Linked DNA regions of Mus musculus: all the other regions are linked to region 1. A link is a contact called in public Hi-C and promoter capture Hi-C data. All regions are on one chromosome and are shown on one strand. The core of a region is the stretch at or near the end of the contact, and the rest is flanking DNA. Distances in the headings are between cores, read along the strand shown.

Region 1 (2,809 bases), core at 161-2,660:
AGTACCTATTACAAGCTAAGGTAGGAGGGCCAAATGAGTAACGAGAAGGGTAGACTACAGTGCTCAACCTACTGAGACGAGAAAGTCTGAGGGTCAACACTGGGAGAGACCTTGAGCTCTGGACTTCTAAGTCCCAACCATACCCCAAGTTCCACAGCACCTTCTGGAGTACCATGCCCATTCTGTGTACCCCCTGCAGTGACACTCTTGGGGTTACCAAGAGCCCAGACAGACTCCACACAATTGTAACTGTTGTACAATGTTATGTACCTCATCCAATGCAGCTTCCTGGAGACTCACTAACAAATAGAAGACAAGCTCTAAAGAGACATAATGGTAAGTGCTGCAGGTTGGGAGAAGTAAAGTAAGGCAGGTCCCAAGACCTAGTGGGCCTGGGAACCTAACATGGAAGGCACCACTGAATGCTCAGAAGGTCCCAGACAAGGACCTGCACCCTACCCAGGCCTCAAGTATAAGCACAGCCCAATTCCAGAGCCCCAACATACCTCCAGCTCCTAACAGCAACTTGACCCTGAGCCTAGACCCTGTCCCGAGGCTCACACTCAATAAACCGATGTCAGCCCGGGCCTCTACCTCCTCTCAGCCTCACCTTCTGGCTCCAGCACCCTAACCCACAGACCTAGACTCTGACCCGGGCCTTCTATCTCCACCCAAACCACTAGACCAGCACCCGCTACTCTACCCTGACTCCAACTGGAACCTAACCCTGACCCTCACCTGGACCTGGACCTGCACCTCCACCCCTCAACGCACTCTCAATCCAATCAGCACTCGGAGCCACACAGACCTTACCATTGACCCTGATCCTCACCTTCATCTGAGACTAATCCTCATTTCGACCCAAACCCTGATTGGCATCCTACAACGCCCCTCACACTACCCGGTCCCTCAACGCGATCCTCACGCTACCTGGTCACTCGCCTTGATCCGGCCCTAATTCTGACTCTCACCCCGAAACGAATCCTACTCAGACGCGCATCCTACCTCGACTCTCACCCTACCCGGACCCTCACTCCGACACTCGCTCGGTCCCGCACTTAACCATAACCTTCAACACCGTTACCCCAACCCTCAACCCGTCCCGCCACTACCCGGACCCTTAACCCGTTCCGCACTCTACCCCTACCCTCACCCCACCTCAACCTGACGCGCACCAGCCCGCGCCTACCTCGGTGATGATGTCGTGCAGGTAGCGGAACGGTGGCTTGTTGAGCAGCTTCTCGGTGAGCGGCGGCCTCCGGATCACCTTGCCCAGAGCCTCCTGCGTCCGCCGCACCACTGCGGCGTTCATGGCGCTGCCGCCCGCGACCGCTCGCGCCCCTCCTCGCGCGCCGCGCCTCTGCCCGGTGCCCCGAGATGCCCGCCGTCCCGGCGCGCCGGTCTCCCATCCCACAGTGCACCGCAGCTCGCCACCGCGCTTGCGCGTGCCACCAGCACCCGGTCTCTAGGGCCGCGCGGCCTTGGCAACGGACGCGCGCCCGGCCCCGCCCATCCCCTCCGGCCTCTCTAGCTGCTCTGGAGGACACACGCGCTCCGCCTCTGTGGCTGCTTGAACCTGAGCCTGCTCCGCCAACCCGGCGCACCATAGGGCGCTGCACAGCACTGCCCAGAGACCTGGCATTCTGAGTGAGAAAAGAGCGACCATTTGATATTTCTAAGGAGAGCATTTACAGTAACACCCACCAGGAAAATAACACTTCACATAAACTTGGAAAAGGACTTGACTCCTTTCATCCCTTCATTCCTGTTCCCTGCCCAGCATCCCCTGCCTTAGGTAATCTTTAAGATGGTGCCAAGGGGAAGGGTTGTGTCCTTCCACATTTTCTGTGCTCTTGGTTCACCAGAGCGGGCACAAAACTGTGAAGGAGCTAGGCCCTTAGGCTAGGATGCTGCAGCTTTCTGCTACACACACACACACACACACACACACACACACACTTACTTCCCACCTCACCCTCACCACCACCCGAGGCTATGCAGGAGATGCTTCTACTGGATCAGGTGTTGCTGCTGTGCCTGAGGTCTGGAGCTCCTCTGCCCAAACTGGCAGAACCCCAACTAGAACATTGCCCCTGATCTCTCTACCATGGCTACACCCCGAGAGCCAGAATCTTCTTTAAGAGCCCTCTCACTCTGAGCCCCAGCTGGAGTTGGTCTCTGGGGGAGTTCAGAGAGCAGAATTCAGAGAGCAGAAGTCCTGTCTCTAAACACCGCCCCTAAGAACATACCCACCTAGCTCCTACCCTAGAAAGTTCACTCTGAGCAGAATCGTGATGTAGGTGTGGAATGAAAGCTGGAGCCAGCAACTGGCTTGTTTGTGATGCTGGACCAGGTGGTAGGAACTCAGGGTTTTACTTGGAAGATACCTCTGACCTTGGGAATTCTACTGAGGACCTGGAGCCTATGCCATACAACAAAGCGAAGATGATGCTTTATCCTCTCACAGCTTGTGGAGGAGGGCAGAACAGTAAGTGGATCCAAGAACACACACACACACACACACACACACACACACACACACACACACACACGAAGGCCAGAGTACAGTTTTGGCTGCCTTTAGGAGGGCTAACCAACCAGAAGATCTTCAGTCTATCTGGGTATCAAAGTTTTTTAGAAGATCCAGGACAGCAAGTATTGTCAACCAACCCTCTGGGGACTGACCTAGGGGAGGTAACTTTGAAGAGTATAGTTCTATCTTCCAGAGTCTCACCCCTGCCTTTGGTTCAGCCTACCCACCCCCATACTGAAGAAAGACATTCTTCAGTGGACAACATTCTGGTCACCA
Region 2 (2,809 bases), core at 158-2,657, 1.8 Mb before region 1:
AGAAAACAAGACAACGCCTTGTAAACTCAATTTCCGGAGCTCCTTTTTATCCATCTCTCTGCCACAACCCATTCGCTTCAAAGCAGACTTTTCCATTCATGCCGCGTGAACAAACTGGACTTCGTAGATTCCCCACGCCTGAAGCCTCAGTTTCCCAGTGAGCTGACGGAGGACGGTTCCCTGCCCCCTCGCCTGTCAACTTCGGAGCTTTAAGACTAGGTTCCTATAGCCACGGCTTCCTTGCCAATCTCCCTGGGCGGGCTCGCGCCACGTTTTTCCCCAGGGTCTTGTCTTTCTGGCCGCTACCGCCCTCGGGACGGGACTCCCGGGCTCCGAGCCTCCCTGGCTGTCCAGCCATATTGGCAGCTGTCAGAGCTCTGTGGCTGTGGCCGGAGGCTGGAGGCCGAATTCCGATCCCGCAAGAGGCCGTGACCGCCCAGCCCGAAGCTCGCCGCTCCCCGGTCACCCACAGGGGCCGCTCACCCTCCATCATCTCCTGCGACTGTTGCTGCCCCGCGCCGCGCTCTGCCGCCATATTGGCTGCTCTTTCCCTTTCCGGAATCTGTCGCCTTAGGCCATGGGCCAATCAGGATTCCAGGTCCAATAGGCCAGCCAATGGAACAAAGTATAGAAGCGCGAGCTGACAATGCTTGCGCGGGCGCAGTGTTTCATGGGGATTGTAGTTCCCACAGGCTCCGGCTCCACCTGGGTTAGGGGTTTGATGAATGAGTAGAGTCTAGGCGAGCACGAAGAAAGCAGACATCCCGGAAAGTCTTTAGGCAGCATGGGAGACACTTCAAGCTTGCGGATTCGCTCAAGTCACTATGCCAACTTCGGAGGCGTAGAGGTACTGCGGACAGGAGAGTTCTACAGGCCACAGGTGAAGCCGACTAGACTTGCACCCCCGACTTCGGGAGCCTCACTTCACGGTGAGCCGGTAGGCGAGGGAAACCAGTTTATTCTGCGCCTGCGTGCTGATACACTGGTGCCACAGGCCACCTTTAGGGGATGCTTGGAGAAGGCGGGAGGGGCCGCGGTCCGGTCCTGGGGCTCACGTTTGCGGCCTCCAGCCCACGGCGAGCCACTGTGTCGTCCGCTTCTCACTGTCCTCGCCTTGGAAAGGTGGCCGTCGTAAGAAGGGCTGCACGTCGCTCACCGTCCTCGGTTCTCCCGTAAGAGTAAACTGCAGTCACTTGGAGTGGGGCGTGGAGGGGGGGGAAAGGCGCGAAGAAATCGGGTCTTTTGGCTCCTCCGAGGCTCTGTAGTGGGTGTCCGGTGCGTCCCTAGCAACTGTTTGCGCGCGCTCAGCTGCTTGCTTTCACTGAGGTCCGCCCATCAGGGTGTCTGGTTGGTTCTTGGTCCCTTGTTATGCTGCCTAAGTCGTTCTGCGATTGGTCGGTGGGCCAGAAGCGCGCGGATCTTCACGTTGTGAATCCGACTGAGACTTGCGCCAGCCTGGGGTGAGACACCAGCCTTCGAAAAACCTCCGGGTGGCGGCGAGTGTTAGTTACGCATTGTCGTGGAGTGGCTCTGGCCCTTTCCTCGCGCGCCCGCACTCCCTCCGCCCAGCCCCGGCCCCAGAGTGGTGGCGGGTTCTGGCCGTTTGACCCGCGCTCAAGAGCCGCCAGCGCCCGAAAGCCTCTGATTGAACTGGAAGCTTTGCTTTAAGGTTAGACTAGCGGGCCAGTGAGCTCTGGGGAGTCACTTATCTTCACCCCCTAATTTCGGGATTACAGTTATGTGTAGCCACGTCTGGCTTTTTATGTGGTTAAAGATTTAAACGCAAGTCCTCATGCTTGCATAGAAAAAAACTTTTAACAAAGGGAGCCGCCCAGTTCCTGTAATTACTTTTAAGATAAAAATTTGTAGCATTAACAATTTAGTTTGAAGAATGGTATTTTTTATATAAATTAAGATCTCATATCAATATATTCTGAGGTCATACAAGGTCTAAAAAAACAGTAAGGTTTTGTGACTTTGGCAGTGTATTTAGAAGCCATAATTACATGTCCTAACTTTGTCAATAGGTTGGTTTTAAAAGTAGAAAAACCACGGTATGATCGTATCATTGTTTGCTGTAACAGTAATTAGTGCATTTAGATACCTAGAGAAGATGCCTGTACATCTTTCACATTAAAACACTCTACTTGAAAACTGCTATCTAACACCTACTCATCTTTATTTTGTTTGAGTCTGGTGGTGTCACATATAGCCTTGAACACTGTCGCTACTCATCTCTTATTTCATAATGAGTTGTTGCTTTTTAGGATCACATACTGAGTGCATGTGCCTGTGTATGTAATATGCAGAATAGTGAAGGCAAATAGTCATACTTTATCAGTCAGTGGTGGAAGGTTTGCCCAATAGGTGACTAGCTCTGGGTTTAATACCCACCTTCACACAAAAATACCAATTGTCAGGCTGATGGTGTCTTCCTCTCTTCCCAGCACTTCCAACGACTCTGGAGACCTTGCCTCAAAAACAAAACAAAACAAAAAACAAAACAAACCCCAAAAGGAAACAAAGCCCTACAGTTTGGGCCCAGCATTATGGCTCAGTGGGTAAAGGCACTTGCTGCCAAGGTCTGACAATTTTGGACCCACATGGGTAGAAAGAGAGAAGTGACTCCTGAAAGTTGTTTTCTGTCATCCATGGTTGTGCTTTCTCTCTTTCTCTTTCTCTCTCTCTCTCACACACACACTCCCACAATGTAATAAAAATGCATGAAAAAGTCATGCATTATAATGAAAATAAAATGAGGTTGTAAGATGGCTCAGCAGTTAAAAGCTGTTGCAGTTTTATAGAAGAC
Region 3 (2,809 bases), core at 184-2,683, 1.8 Mb before region 1:
CTGTATTACAGTGTCCATCACAAACTACTTACCTCCTCTCTTCCTGTAAGCAGCCAGAGGTCATCTGCCAAGATGTTTCGCTACTCTCTTGACCCAGAAAAACCCCCCAAAATCATGCAAATCAAGAGGTTCAAACCTTCGTGTTCACTTTAAGAACACCCGGGAATCTGCCCAGGCCATCAAGGGTATGCATATCTGCAAAGCCACCAAGTATCTGAAGGACATCACTTTAAAGAAGCAATGTGTGCCATTCCGGTGTTATAATGGTGGAGTCAGTAGGTGCGCCCAGGCCAAACAATGCGGCTGGTCGGTGGTCAAAAAAGAGTGCTGAATTTTTGCTGCACATGCTTAAAAATGCAGAGAGTAACGCTGAACTTAAGGGCTTAGATTTAGATTCTCTTGTCATTGAACACATCCAGGTGAACAAGGCACCTAAGATGCGCCGACGAACCTACAGAGCTCATGGCCGGATTAACCCATACATGAGCTCCCCCTGCCACATTGAGATGATCCTCACTGAGAGGGAACAGATCATTCTAAAGCCAGAAGAGGAGGTTGCACAGAAGAAAAGGATATCCCAGAAGAAACAAGAAACAAAAACTCATGGCACGTGAATAAATTCAGCATAAAATAAATGCAGATAAAGTTAAAAAACAAACAAACAAACAAACAAACAAACCTACTTACCTCAAAGATGAGCCCAGGAACACAAATTTGGTTTTTCCAAAAGATTCTCCACCATGGATGAAGTTAGGTGAGATATTACTAGCTAGAGAATAAAGCCATAAATCAAGGCATTTACCAGACACATTGGTGGGGACCACAGATAGGAAGGATAAGGCAAAACTAGGAAAACACTTAACTCAGTTTTAGATATTATTTAGTGATGCTATTGGCTTTTGGATTGGTGAAAACCATTGTTGGTCTAGGAATATATTTTAAAGGTATTCATTGTCACAAAGCTGTTAAGTTAGACAGGTGGACGATGAATGGATTTCAAAAAGGCTAAGAATAATCCATGATAATTTGGTTTTGGTCTGCAGGATCCTAATTCCACAATCACAGCGTTATCTTATTTGGCCTTGTACTATCTTTAACACAGGTGATTGTTTTTTGTCATATTCTCCCCTCCTCCCCCGGCCCCAGTAAAAGTAGTTTCACAACAGAAAACGACGGTGTGCGCTTCGGGGTAGTTTGGTTTCACCTGTACTCTGAAGAGCAGTTTTAAAACCCAGGTAGTGTTGCTTGTTCCTGGCAGAGACCATGCAACCGAGTATGCCCAACTAAAGGGAGCTGCACCTGCAAGCTGCAGGTGCTGGGCACGAGCATCTGGGATCAAGGGCTTGGCTGCGGAACGAAAGAACGCCACACCCCGGGAGTTCGGCGGACACAGATCGGAGGCCGGACGTTGTGAGCCAGGAAGGACCGCCTCTTCCGGTCTCACAGTTGTTCTTCGCTTGGTCTCCATGGCTTCGCTGGGAAGGCAGGTGAGGTTGCCCTAGGTCCCGGGCTCACAGCGGCTGTTGGCGGGACGTTCAGGAGGCGCTGACGCTGGTTCTTGGTGTTCCGGTCTGGGCACCTTGTGGCAGTAGCGCTCCCGGGTGGCGTGTGCACAGACAGTGTGGCCCTCAGAATAGCTTCTGGCTTCTCCGGAGTTTCGGCTGTGTGCTGCCTAATGGCTAGGGAGGCCTGGACCACCACCAGCGGCAAGAGCGGGGTGTTTGAGACCATTCTGGCGGGCACCGGATGCTCTGTGCTTAATTTGTTATGTGCTAGTCCCAACACCTGGGGCTACTGTGTACAAATCGACAGATTCCTTCCCCCAAATATTCTTCTTTTAATGGAAGGGATCCTTGAAAAACAAAACAAAACTATCCTTTGTTGGAATGAAATTAGGTAGTGTACCTGTCTGGTGGCTAGTCTGAGGTTCAGAATTTTCAACCAAATACTATTGCTCGTGCCCTGTATCTTCAGTATGTAGATATTGCTTATGCTTCAATATCTTCAGTAAGTGCGGTCGTTTGCATGCTACTTTTATTCTTTGGAGACTTTTTAGACCCAGAGAAGATTTTACAGATTGTTTACAAAAACTGTTAGCTTTTGTGGGCCAAGGGTCAAGCTGAGGTTCAAGGTTACTGGCTCAGTAATCTTGTGGTGGTCATTATTCTGAGGTGGGACTGATTCTGTTTTTGCTCTGCCTTACAGGTTCCTGAGTGGCATCGTCTACTGGCCCTCTCCTGGGCCTGTTTGGTTAGGCAGACCCCTCATCTCAGAGAACAGAAACAGATGAGCCCTTCTTTGTCTTGCAAACTGACTACAGTGCCCGGTAGAGGAAGCTTTCAAGAGTTTTCCAGCATTACACCCCAAAAGTACATGCAGGAACCAGAAAACAGGACACGACTTGTTCAGTGTCTTCATGAGGAACAGAAGCCTTGTGTGGATCCTGAGTCCTTGGAGCCTGAAAAGGTCATCCGTTCCCTCCAGGACATGGGTTTTGCTGAAGCCCACATTCACAGCTTGTTTAGTATACAGCCAAGTGTCCATCCTCAACAGTTGCTGGGTATAGTTTCAGAACTCCTACTCTTGGGGTTGAACCCAGAGCCTGTATTTAATGCCTTGAAGAAAAATCCCCAGTTGCTGAAACTGTCTAGCATGCAGATGAAGAGGCGTTCCAGTTACCTTCGGAAGCTTGGCCTTGGAGAAGGTATAAGATGCAGCAGACTTTATAGAGGGAGAGGAGTCAGTTAGGGAGAAAATAGCTTACCCTAGCAGGGATGTCCAGCCTTTTGATAGTAAGGCATGGAATTGT
Region 4 (2,809 bases), core at 130-2,629, 1.4 Mb before region 1:
AAGCAGGCAGCACAAGGCCTGGAACCCTGCCAGCTGTCACTGTTAGCACTACATGCATGTGGGACAGGCTGTCCCCCAGTAGTCTTTCTGCTGATAAGCCACGTCTAAAAAACACCAACAAAAACACTAGGCTTGAACAATCCATCCATTTAAGCTGCAACAAGGCAAAAAAAAAAAAAAAAAAAAAAAAAAAAAACCAACCAAAAAAACCAAAAAAACCAAAGCCCTCCTACCACAGCCCTTTCTGGCTATGAGGGGTAACACTGTTGTGAGTTGCATGCATGGACGCTAAAATAACAATACATAGTTCCACCTGCCTGTGCCATTTAAGGGAGCCCTGAAAAGCAGCTCCTTAGGTTTTCCCAGTTGTTAAGCACAACGCTCCCCGTGTTCTGTGCTACCTTTTGGTGTTCATACCCTAAAGCTACTAGAAGAAATGTAGAGCAAAGTGCAAAGCCAAGAAAGATTGCGCTGAATTACACCCGACAAAACTTAGGTGGTGGGATGGTGCTGGAAATACTGCTTCTAATCCCTTAATATCAAAACAGCTCCCTACTACCTGACTTTGGGTAGGAGTGTATTTTAGTAGAAACCCCAAGATAACATCTAAAAGACAAGCCTTTCGATTGCTTCTGTCCTCCTCATTTGAATTCTCAGGGCTGGCTATCACCTTTTCTGAATAGGCTTGAAGGCGAGGTCCTGCTAACCCCGGGGTCCATCTCCGTGAGAAACATATCCACAACACCCGCCCAGGCAAGAGACCCTGCTGCACCTGGGGTCGTCTCCAAGTGATGTCCTCCCGAAACTGGGCCAGAGGCGTGGACAAGTTGTAAAAGAGCGAGGAGTCCGAGGCGGGGAATGCCGCGTCCCGGAAGAGCTCCCGCGCCGGCGTCTCGGCCCGGACCGCCCGCATCTTCGGCGCCCTGGGCTCCCATCTGCGGCCCGTGGACTCGGTCGCCGCCCGGGAGCGAGTGCGCGGCCTTCACTGCAAACCGTGTTTGCTTAGCCCGGGAGACCTACTGGTGCAGAGCAGCCTAGCGCCGCAAGCTCCGTTGTCTAGGTAACCCGGCTGGAGCCAACCAGGAGCCGTGCTTGCGTCATATGACAGAGCTGCCTAATCACGCACGAGCTGCAGCGCAGAACCGTGCAGGACTGGTAGGTTCTGCTCTCGCACGAGGGCGTGGTCCCCGCGTTTCTAACTGGGCAGTGCTAGCCTGATGTCCGTATGCTTTAGTGCTCGGGACAACGCAGCTGTAGCCACTTGAAATCGAAGTCTCAGTGACCACAGGAAGCTGAAAAGTCACTTTGGTTTAGATCGCTTTGTCAATGCTATCCCAGCATGCAGCGCCGTTCCCAGCATACGTCGCTGATCACAGGCGTTGTCTACTTCCCAGCGTGCTTCGCTCCTTCCGGTGTGAGGCAGGAACTTGGCAAAGCGGTGGTTCCTCCCTGTCTTCTGAAAGAGCCAGTGAGGAAGTGGCTCAGCGAATCGCGTTGTTATCCTTCCGTCGCGGTGGTGGTTGCGTTGTTCTGGGGAGGCAGAGGTGTCACTGGGGTTGAAACTTGCCGGGGTCGGGCATTTGTCTCAAAACGATTGGGCTTCAGACGCTCTGGATCCTAAGCGGCCAGGGAATGCGGCTGGAGCATTCCTTGAAGCCTTAAATGGCCTGGCTATGGTTTTGTAGACTGGATGGTGACCAGGACGTGGACTTGCGGCTCCACGATTATTCGATGCCATGAGGAGGTCAGGGACAGGACACTCTCCTTCTGGTGCCTACTCTTCCAGGTCCCAGGAAGGACACAAATCAGCCAAGGACTGTTCTCTGTGTCTTCTCCAAATGTATTTCATCAAGACTAGAAGCTTCATAGACAGGAAGGGAGACGACGAGGCTTCACACCTTGTAGACTGCAGTTTGCCACCTATTAGGGCTGCTCTGATATTTTTTCCCTCCTCTGGGCCCCTTTTTCTCAGTCTTGGATAAAAGGTAGTCAGAGGAAATGCGGTTTGTGCAGTTAAGTAGATCAAGTACCCGTTGCCTAAAGAGGAACAACCAGGCCAAGCTTTTACCCATAACCTGCTGCTTCAGAGTCTAGACAGTTGCTCCTTCTCCCAGTGAGAGGCTGGGCTGCTCCTGCATCAGCAGCAATTACTGCTGTGGCATGACACAGTTACCTTGGCTCCACTAGGCTTCAGCGCCATGATTTGAGGTGCAAGACACTTAACTCTTTATTGAGGTTATTTAAAAAAAAAAAAAAAAAAAAAAAAGGAGTAGCCACATAGCCCAACATCTCTTTGGGATGCTTTTTCATTTAGTACTTAATTTCGACTCAGGGGACTGACTGGTGGGCTGAAAGCTGCACTATAGTTGAATCATTAAGAGCCTGGACTCGGTTTTCCAGGAAGTCTTGAGTAATTGTGACAAGTTATCCGCGACTCAAGAGTTATGCAAACTGGTTCACCCCCAGAAGTCTCATATGAGTGGTTAGCTCAGGAGAACGGCTCCTGAAGGCCGCATCCATATCCAGGGCTGGGCCACGGGCAGAGCCTGACCTCCAGAATCTGGAAGGAAAAGCTGCTTAGTGTTACCGTTGCTGTGACGAAACATCATGACCAAAGCAACTTGGGGAGGAAAGGGTTTATTCTGCTCACCTATGGCGCTTTCCATAAGGAGGGGCGCTATTTCCTGGCTCCTTTCCTGCTTTCTTATAGAACCAGGACCAGAGATGGTGCCACTTACAATGGGCTGGCCCTCCCCCATTGATCACCAATTAGGAAAATGCCTTGCAGCTGGATCTTATGGAGGCATTT
Region 5 (2,809 bases), core at 227-2,726, 1.3 Mb before region 1:
TTGAGTTTGGTCTCTAGTCTGCAAGCCCCCTCAGTTTCAGAAGAATCCCACAGCAGGAATTCCCTGCTCACCAAGGCCCTGGTGTTACACTTATCCAGGAAAGCTCCCCACACATTTAAGAGCAAAGCCTGGGGCTTGGGAGGTCCTTGGGACATTGCATAGGCACTCCAAGCTCATAAAGATTCGGTTCCCAGAGCTCCTGAGGCAGCAGGGAAGGGAAGGGAGGGGAAGGGCTGCTCTCAGCAGCTGCAGGGCCGAGGCCGCCGCCAGGAGGGCCGCTCTTCTTACAAAGAGATGACAAGGCCCCTGGGCGGGATCCAAGACGCCGACCACCTGCAGCTGGGCTCGCAGCTCCAGGCGGCCCGGAGCGCCCGGTCAGACCACGAGTGTGCTAGGATAGGGGCGCTGGCGGGCACAAGTTCCTAGGTAGGAATCCCCTCGAGCCCTGGGGTCCCCTGAATCGCGCAGCGGGCTCACATTTCCTTAGAACCCAGGCTTGAAGTGTAGGATCTCCCCCATAAATCCCACCTAGGCGGCTCCTGCTGTGGATCCGCGTAAATTCCTAAGCAGAACCCTTGACGCCTCTGGGAGAGATCCGCATAGAGAAGTTCCTAGCCCACTGCAACCGGGATATGCGACCCAATAGACCGTCCCAGAGCTACCGCTTGCTTCGCCGCAAGGGCGGCAGGCACGCTGTCCCGGAGCTGGGATTGCTGCCCCGCCAGCACAGTGGGCCAAGCCGGGGACCAAAGACGCCCAGCAACAACCCTAACCCAAAGGGAGCGCAGATTGCTATGGGGAAGGGACTCTAGAGCGTAGTGGCTGGGAACTGGGCAGCAACAGAGCGGATCGGAGCTCGGGGGCGAGGGCCGTGGGGTATAGACCAGTTGAGGAGCAGGAGGCCACTCCAAGTCCAGGCGGCGGGTTCTGGCGCCCGGGGCTAGCTGCGGCGCGGGTAGGGGCCCAGATCAGACCTCCCGAGTGCTAGGGTCCGGTGCCCCCGGACGCAGCGCCCTTACTCACCCGAGATCTCTGCCTGAGGCACATCGCTCAGGCTAAAGCCCTTAGCCCCGTAGATCTGGCGGACTTCGCTGCAGCTCCGGCTCTTGCTGGCGGGGTCCCCGCGGGCGCAGACGACCAGCGCGGCGGCCGCGCACAGCAGCCACCAGCCTCGGGTCCGGAGTTCCATGGCGGGGCCCGAGGCTCCCTGGCCGCCGGTGCGCGCCTCCCTCGGTCCCGGCCGGCCCGCTCAGCCCAGTGTGCGCGAAGGGCAGAGCCAAGGTCCCAGCGCGCGACGCTCGTGGTCCAGAGGCGGTGGCAGTCGAGGAGGCGGAGACAACAAAAGCCGGCTGCGGCTGCGGCGCGGGGAGCTAGGCGCGAGGCGCGAGGTCCGGCCGCTCAGTCGGGCCGCCTAGAGCGCGGCGGGCGAACGCGCAGCCCCGGCTCGGCGCCTCCCCCGCCGCCCGCCCGGCCCCACGGCGGCCGCGGAGAGGGGCAGGGAGGGGCGGGGAGCGCGGGCGGGAAGAGGGGAGCGCCCGGGCGGGGCGGGGCGGGGCGAGGCGGGGCACGATCGGGGCGCACCGGGCGCCCCTTCGCTCTCCGGAGGGAGAGGAGGGAATGTTCTCTCAGCCCAGGCGATGTGCTCCGTTGCCTGGGTGAGATGGGAGGCGGCGGGGAGAGCCTGGAGTGCAAAGGCCGAGTCCGGGGTCCCCTAAGGTGTCCCCCCCAGCCCAGCACCCAGGGCGGCGGCACCACCTGTGGGGGCGGGGGCAGGGCGGGGGGGGGGGGCAGCTGAGGCAGGGCTTCCCTCGCCGGACGTGACATCACGTCCTCCGCTGGCCAATCAGGAGCTTCCCCGCCCCCAGCCGAATTCGGCATCTCTTTGCTCCTTTCCATCCTTCACCTTACCGGCTTGCTCTCTTAGCGCTTCTACTACTCAGTCCTGGTCCGGTCACTTCCCTACTCACCTGCTGCCCCCCACCCCCCAGCAACAACTCCTACATCCATACGCCCTTTCTAGCCGCCCCTGAGCGGCTCCAGTTCTCGTCTGACGTGTTTTGGAGGAGGATGAGGGGGCTGAAAACTGGCCAAAAAAAAAAAAAAAAAAACTAGCCTTCATCAGCTCAGATGACTTCAGTTGATGCAGATTGCCAGCGACTGTTACGGTCCCTCTTCGTGACTATTTAGGTGCTAGAGCAATGGGGCAGAGGCAGGTCTGTAGGCTTGGGTGCAGCGTGGTAGGTGACCTCTGGCAAAAGGAATAGAGCGAGGAGTTAATGTTGGGCAGCTCAACTCCAGGCCAGGTGTGGCAGACCACCAACTGTCACGCAGCTGCAGGGATGATTGTGGGGAGAAGGGACCCTACCTGGGACCTACCTGGGAGCTGGTGATGGTGCTGGGTCTGGAGTTTCTTGCTTAGCTGCTGCCGGGCAGCACTATCCCTCCTGCTGTTCCCTTTATCCTATGAAGAGGCCATCATAGCTGAGGTTAGACTGAATCTAGATACCTAATCTGGGAATGGGAAGAAAGCGAGATGTGGTTTATGGTTGAGAGTCATAGATTACCACTATGTGTCAATAGAGTGCAGCGCTCTTGGATTCAGCTGAATCAGGGCTTTGCAGGTTTGTGGCAAAACCCCCAATCACCCATGCCTCAGGATGTCCTCCCGTCAGGGGTTCTGTCCACCTTAGGGGGTGGGTTTCCTGTCCTAACTCCTAGGAAAGTGATCCAATTAATCTCTGCAGTCATTGCTTGAGAGTAACAATGGAAAACCAATCTATCGGAGCAGATATCCTCACATCCCTCTACT
Region 6 (2,809 bases), core at 176-2,675, 1.1 Mb before region 1:
TTATTTCTTACACACCCGGCACAGTACACTCAGGCTTAAGGGGTAGGAGTGATTGTCTAGGCTCAGTTCCCATTATATCCTGGCTGAGTAGGTTTCCCTAGATCTGTCCTTACCTGTGATCCCCATTTTCACTCTAGCAGCCTGCACCCCAACCAAGCCCCTGACACCTCAAAGTTGTTAAAGGAAAACCCAACCAAACCAAAAACCCAATCCTACCCAACCCACCCACCCACCCAACCAACCAACAGTTCTCCAACTCTTTGAACGCAGAGGAAGGGAAAACATCCAAAACCATCAGGAGAGGCACAGGAGCAAAAGCCTTGAACTGCTGGAGAGACTCAGCGCAACCACAGTAGCAAGAGGGACTGACAGTCAAGGGGCAGGGTGGGGGTAGATGGGAAATAACTCAGGGGTAACACAGACGCTTTGCTGAAGTCAGGACCAGAGGACATCGTCTGGGGATAGTGGAGGGTGAAGAGCCCTATCAGACATGGAGAGCAGGCAGGTATCAGCTGGATTTCAGGCTTCTTGCTACAGGGATACTTGTTAAACCTGGATTTTATCAGGAGGTGCTCAGAGGATCCTAGGGGGACATCCAGGAGACTCACTAGAGTATTCTAGTCTGTCAGAGCATCTCAGGCCCTCTCTGACAATGATCCACACCTCTCTGTCCCTTCCCCATCTTTTTTCTTTCATTCATTCTTTAAAAACCATGGTATAATATAGCACCCTAACATGTATCCCCCTGGCCACCTCTCAGGGGACAGTCCAGTCATTTAATGGACACCTTCCCCCCCAACCCCACCGCACACCTCTAGAACTTTTGATTTGCAGATCTAAAACTGTGTCCACTGAGCAACCACCATCTCCAACACTGCTGCATTTATGAGTCTGACTGCTCTAGGGATCACTTATGAGTGGTACACAGCGTTTGTTTACGTTTCACTTAACAACATCCTTAAGGGTCCTCCATGCCCATAGCTTAGGAATCCCTTCTTAGTTTTAGGATTCCACACTATCTCACCGTGTAGATAAAGCCCATCTTGTCTGCGTGCACTGGGTTGCTTCCTCCTTTTGGCCGAGGTGACCCTGTGAGTGATCACTGAGCGTGGACTACTTTTGGATTTCTGTTACCCCCAACAGCACCCGGGGATCCAATACCCCCATCTTCTAGCCAATCCATTACTGCCTGCGAATCCTAAACAGTAGCCATTCGGATGGTTTTGAACTGCAGCTCTGCTGGGAAATGGAGAGTCTCCTTTCTCCGCTGACAACTCGTGCTGTGCGGTGTTGCTGGTCCTTAGACCGTCATCTAATCCGCTGCCCTCTTTAGCTCCCAGAGAGCTGCCCTGCAGCCAGGCCAGCGAGTGCCACCGAGGCGCGGTCCTCCGAGGTCTAGACGTGCTCGGAAGAACGCCGGAAGTAGAAGGGGCTGGCCGGAAGTGAGCGCAACGCCGCCTTGTCGAGATGAAACCCGCAGTGGATGAGATGTTCCCCGAGGGCGCGGGGCCCTATGTGGACCTGGATGAGGTGGGGTGGTGGCGGCGCGGAGCGATGCGTGGGGGTGGGAGCACGCCTGCAAACCTGCGCGGGAGCCCAGGCCTTTGGGGATTCAGAGGCTGGGGAAGCGGGAGCTGCCGGGGACAGTCGCAGGGCCCGCGACTGTTAACGTGAACTGCAGCGAGGAAGTAGGGTTTGCTCGCTGTCAGTTGATTGTGGCTCCTGATAAATCTTCCAGAGAGGGAAGGCCCGAGCGAGGCTTACGCACTGACAGGCCTCAAGACCCCAAGCTCTGAGAGAAGGGTAAGGGATGGTGTGTGGTAACTGCGTGCTTGGTGCTGGGACTCGGTTATTTCGTGTAGACACATACAGAGTTTTCGAGCGATCCTGTGCTTTTGATTTCCACCATGGTCACAGATCTCTCCCTGATATGGGTGGTTATGATCAGGAGTGTCAGCCAGCTCTTGTATGTCTGCTTCCTGTTCCTCCTCAAAGCTCAGCGAGTAGGGCGATGCGGGAACGTATCCCCGGACCTGAGAGATGTCAGTTGTGGCCCGAAGAGGCCGGTTGCATATCCTAAGCAAGGGTAGGGTGGGGTGAGGGTGCCCTACAGACGTATCCGTGGGGTTTTAGTCGGCTCAGTTGAGGCTTAAGAGAGGAGCTTGCCCTGATCCAAATATTGAAGGATGTGCCCTGTTGACCTTGGGATATAGATGACGAGAGCCATAGTAGCGGAGCAGAGCGATGCTCCCTTGTCCACTAAAGGAAGGGGATGCCTTGTTGTTTGTCTTATGGTTTCTATTGCTGTGACAAACACCATAACCAAAAAAGCAAGTTGGGGAGGAAAGGATTTATTTGACCTACATTTCCAGGTCATCACTGGAGGAAGGCAGGACAGGAACCTGGAGGCAGGAGCTGATGCAGAGACCATGGAGGGGTGCTGCTTGCTGGCGGGCTTGTTCACTGAGGCTTGCTCAGCCTGTTTTATTATAGAACCCAGGACCACTAGCCCAGGGATGGCACCACCTACTATGGGCTGGGCTCTCCCTAATTGAGAAAACGTCTTACAGCTGGATCTTGTGGAGACATTTCCTCAACTGAGCTCCTTCCTCTCTGATGACACTCTAGCTTGTGTCAGGCTGACACACAAAACCAGCCAGGGCATAATTGAACACCGAGGGGCATGAACAAGCAGGTCCGCATAAGGACGTCTGCAGAATGAAGTGGGCTCTGTGATTCCCCTGATGAGGCAATTGCTCTCAGCCTTAGCCCCTCAGTCCTGCAGCAGGTGATCTGAGGGCATCTCAGT

What was found. Promoter capture Hi-C pulls out the DNA fragments that hold promoters and counts their contacts. A called contact is a pair of places that touch in the nucleus more often than the background predicts.
Region 2: a contact with region 1 is called in a Hi-C map of B cells, with 7 read pairs. The contact joins the promoter of Pask here to the promoter of Traf3ip1 in region 1. A contact is called at or near these places in 1 of 484 Hi-C or Micro-C datasets (B cells) and 2 of 9 other capture datasets (adipose tissue and liver).
Region 3: a promoter capture Hi-C map of liver shows a contact between it and region 1, with 7 times the contacts expected there. The contact joins the promoter of Mterf4 here to the promoter of Traf3ip1 in region 1. A contact is called at or near these places in 3 of 39 promoter capture datasets (liver and neutrophils) and 2 of 9 other capture datasets (adipose tissue and liver).
Region 4: a contact with region 1 is called in a promoter capture Hi-C map of pre-B cells. The contact joins the promoter of Capn10 here to the promoter of Traf3ip1 in region 1. A contact is called at or near these places in 1 of 39 promoter capture datasets (pre-B cells), 1 of 484 Hi-C or Micro-C datasets (B cells), 1 of 115 datasets of contacts at active chromatin or transcription factors (astrocytes) and 1 of 9 other capture datasets (adipose tissue).
Region 5: a contact with region 1 is called in a promoter capture Hi-C map of embryonic stem cells, with 8 times the contacts expected there. The contact joins the promoter of Gpc1 here to the promoter of Traf3ip1 in region 1. A contact is called at or near these places in 2 of 39 promoter capture datasets (embryonic stem cells and hippocampal neurons) and 2 of 115 datasets of contacts at active chromatin or transcription factors (embryonic stem cells and stem cell-derived neural progenitor cells).
Region 6: a contact with region 1 is called in a promoter capture Hi-C map of pre-B cells, with 7 times the contacts expected there. The contact joins the promoter of Cops9 here to the promoter of Traf3ip1 in region 1. A contact is called at or near these places in 15 of 39 promoter capture datasets (3T3-L1-derived adipocytes, the C10 cell line, cranial neural crest and 9 more), 1 of 484 Hi-C or Micro-C datasets (embryonic stem cells), 8 of 115 datasets of contacts at active chromatin or transcription factors (astrocytes, embryonic forebrain, embryonic stem cells and 5 more) and 5 of 9 other capture datasets (adipose tissue, embryonic stem cells, liver and 2 more).

Annotation. Positions count from the first base shown.
Region 1 is chr1:91,493,269-91,496,077 of GRCm38.p6, reverse strand. It overlaps Traf3ip1 (TRAF3 interacting protein 1), which reads right to left and starts at 1,410. Exons shown (of 15, transcript NM_028718.2): 1 at 1,190-1,410. The coding sequence starts at 1,312.
Region 2 is chr1:93,341,386-93,344,194 of GRCm38.p6, reverse strand. Pask (PAS domain containing serine/threonine kinase) reads left to right here and starts at 1,407. Exons shown (of 18, transcript NM_080850.2): 1 at 1,407-1,669. It overlaps Ppp1r7 (protein phosphatase 1, regulatory subunit 7), which reads right to left and starts at 567. Exons shown (of 10, transcript NM_023200.3): 1 at 484-567. The coding sequence starts at 535.
Region 3 is chr1:93,304,503-93,307,311 of GRCm38.p6, reverse strand. It overlaps Mterf4 (mitochondrial transcription termination factor 4), which reads left to right and starts at 1,433. Exons shown (of 4, transcript NM_178051.4): 1 at 1,433-1,487; 2 at 2,206-2,704. The coding sequence starts at 1,467. It overlaps Gm28535 (predicted gene 28535), which reads right to left and starts at 1,348. Exons shown (of 3, transcript NR_151531.1): 1 at 1,205-1,348; 2 at 688-769. It also overlaps the pseudogene Gm7867.
Region 4 is chr1:92,932,978-92,935,786 of GRCm38.p6, reverse strand. It overlaps Capn10 (calpain 10), which reads right to left and starts at 1,379. Exons shown (of 12, transcript NM_011796.2): 1 at 773-1,379. The coding sequence starts at 913. It overlaps 9430060I03Rik (RIKEN cDNA 9430060I03 gene), which reads left to right. Exons shown (of 2, transcript NR_015525.1): 2 at 684-2,261.
Region 5 is chr1:92,830,312-92,833,120 of GRCm38.p6, reverse strand. Gpc1 (glypican 1) reads right to left here and starts at 1,476. Exons shown (of 9, transcript NM_016696.5): 1 at 1,024-1,476. The coding sequence starts at 1,189. Gm29481 (a long non-coding RNA gene) reads left to right here. Exons shown (of 3, transcript XR_003947946.1): 1 at 1-426.
Region 6 is chr1:92,640,601-92,643,409 of GRCm38.p6, reverse strand. It overlaps Cops9 (COP9 signalosome subunit 9), which reads left to right and starts at 1,425. Exons shown (of 3, transcript NM_001163425.1): 1 at 1,425-1,530. The coding sequence starts at 1,468.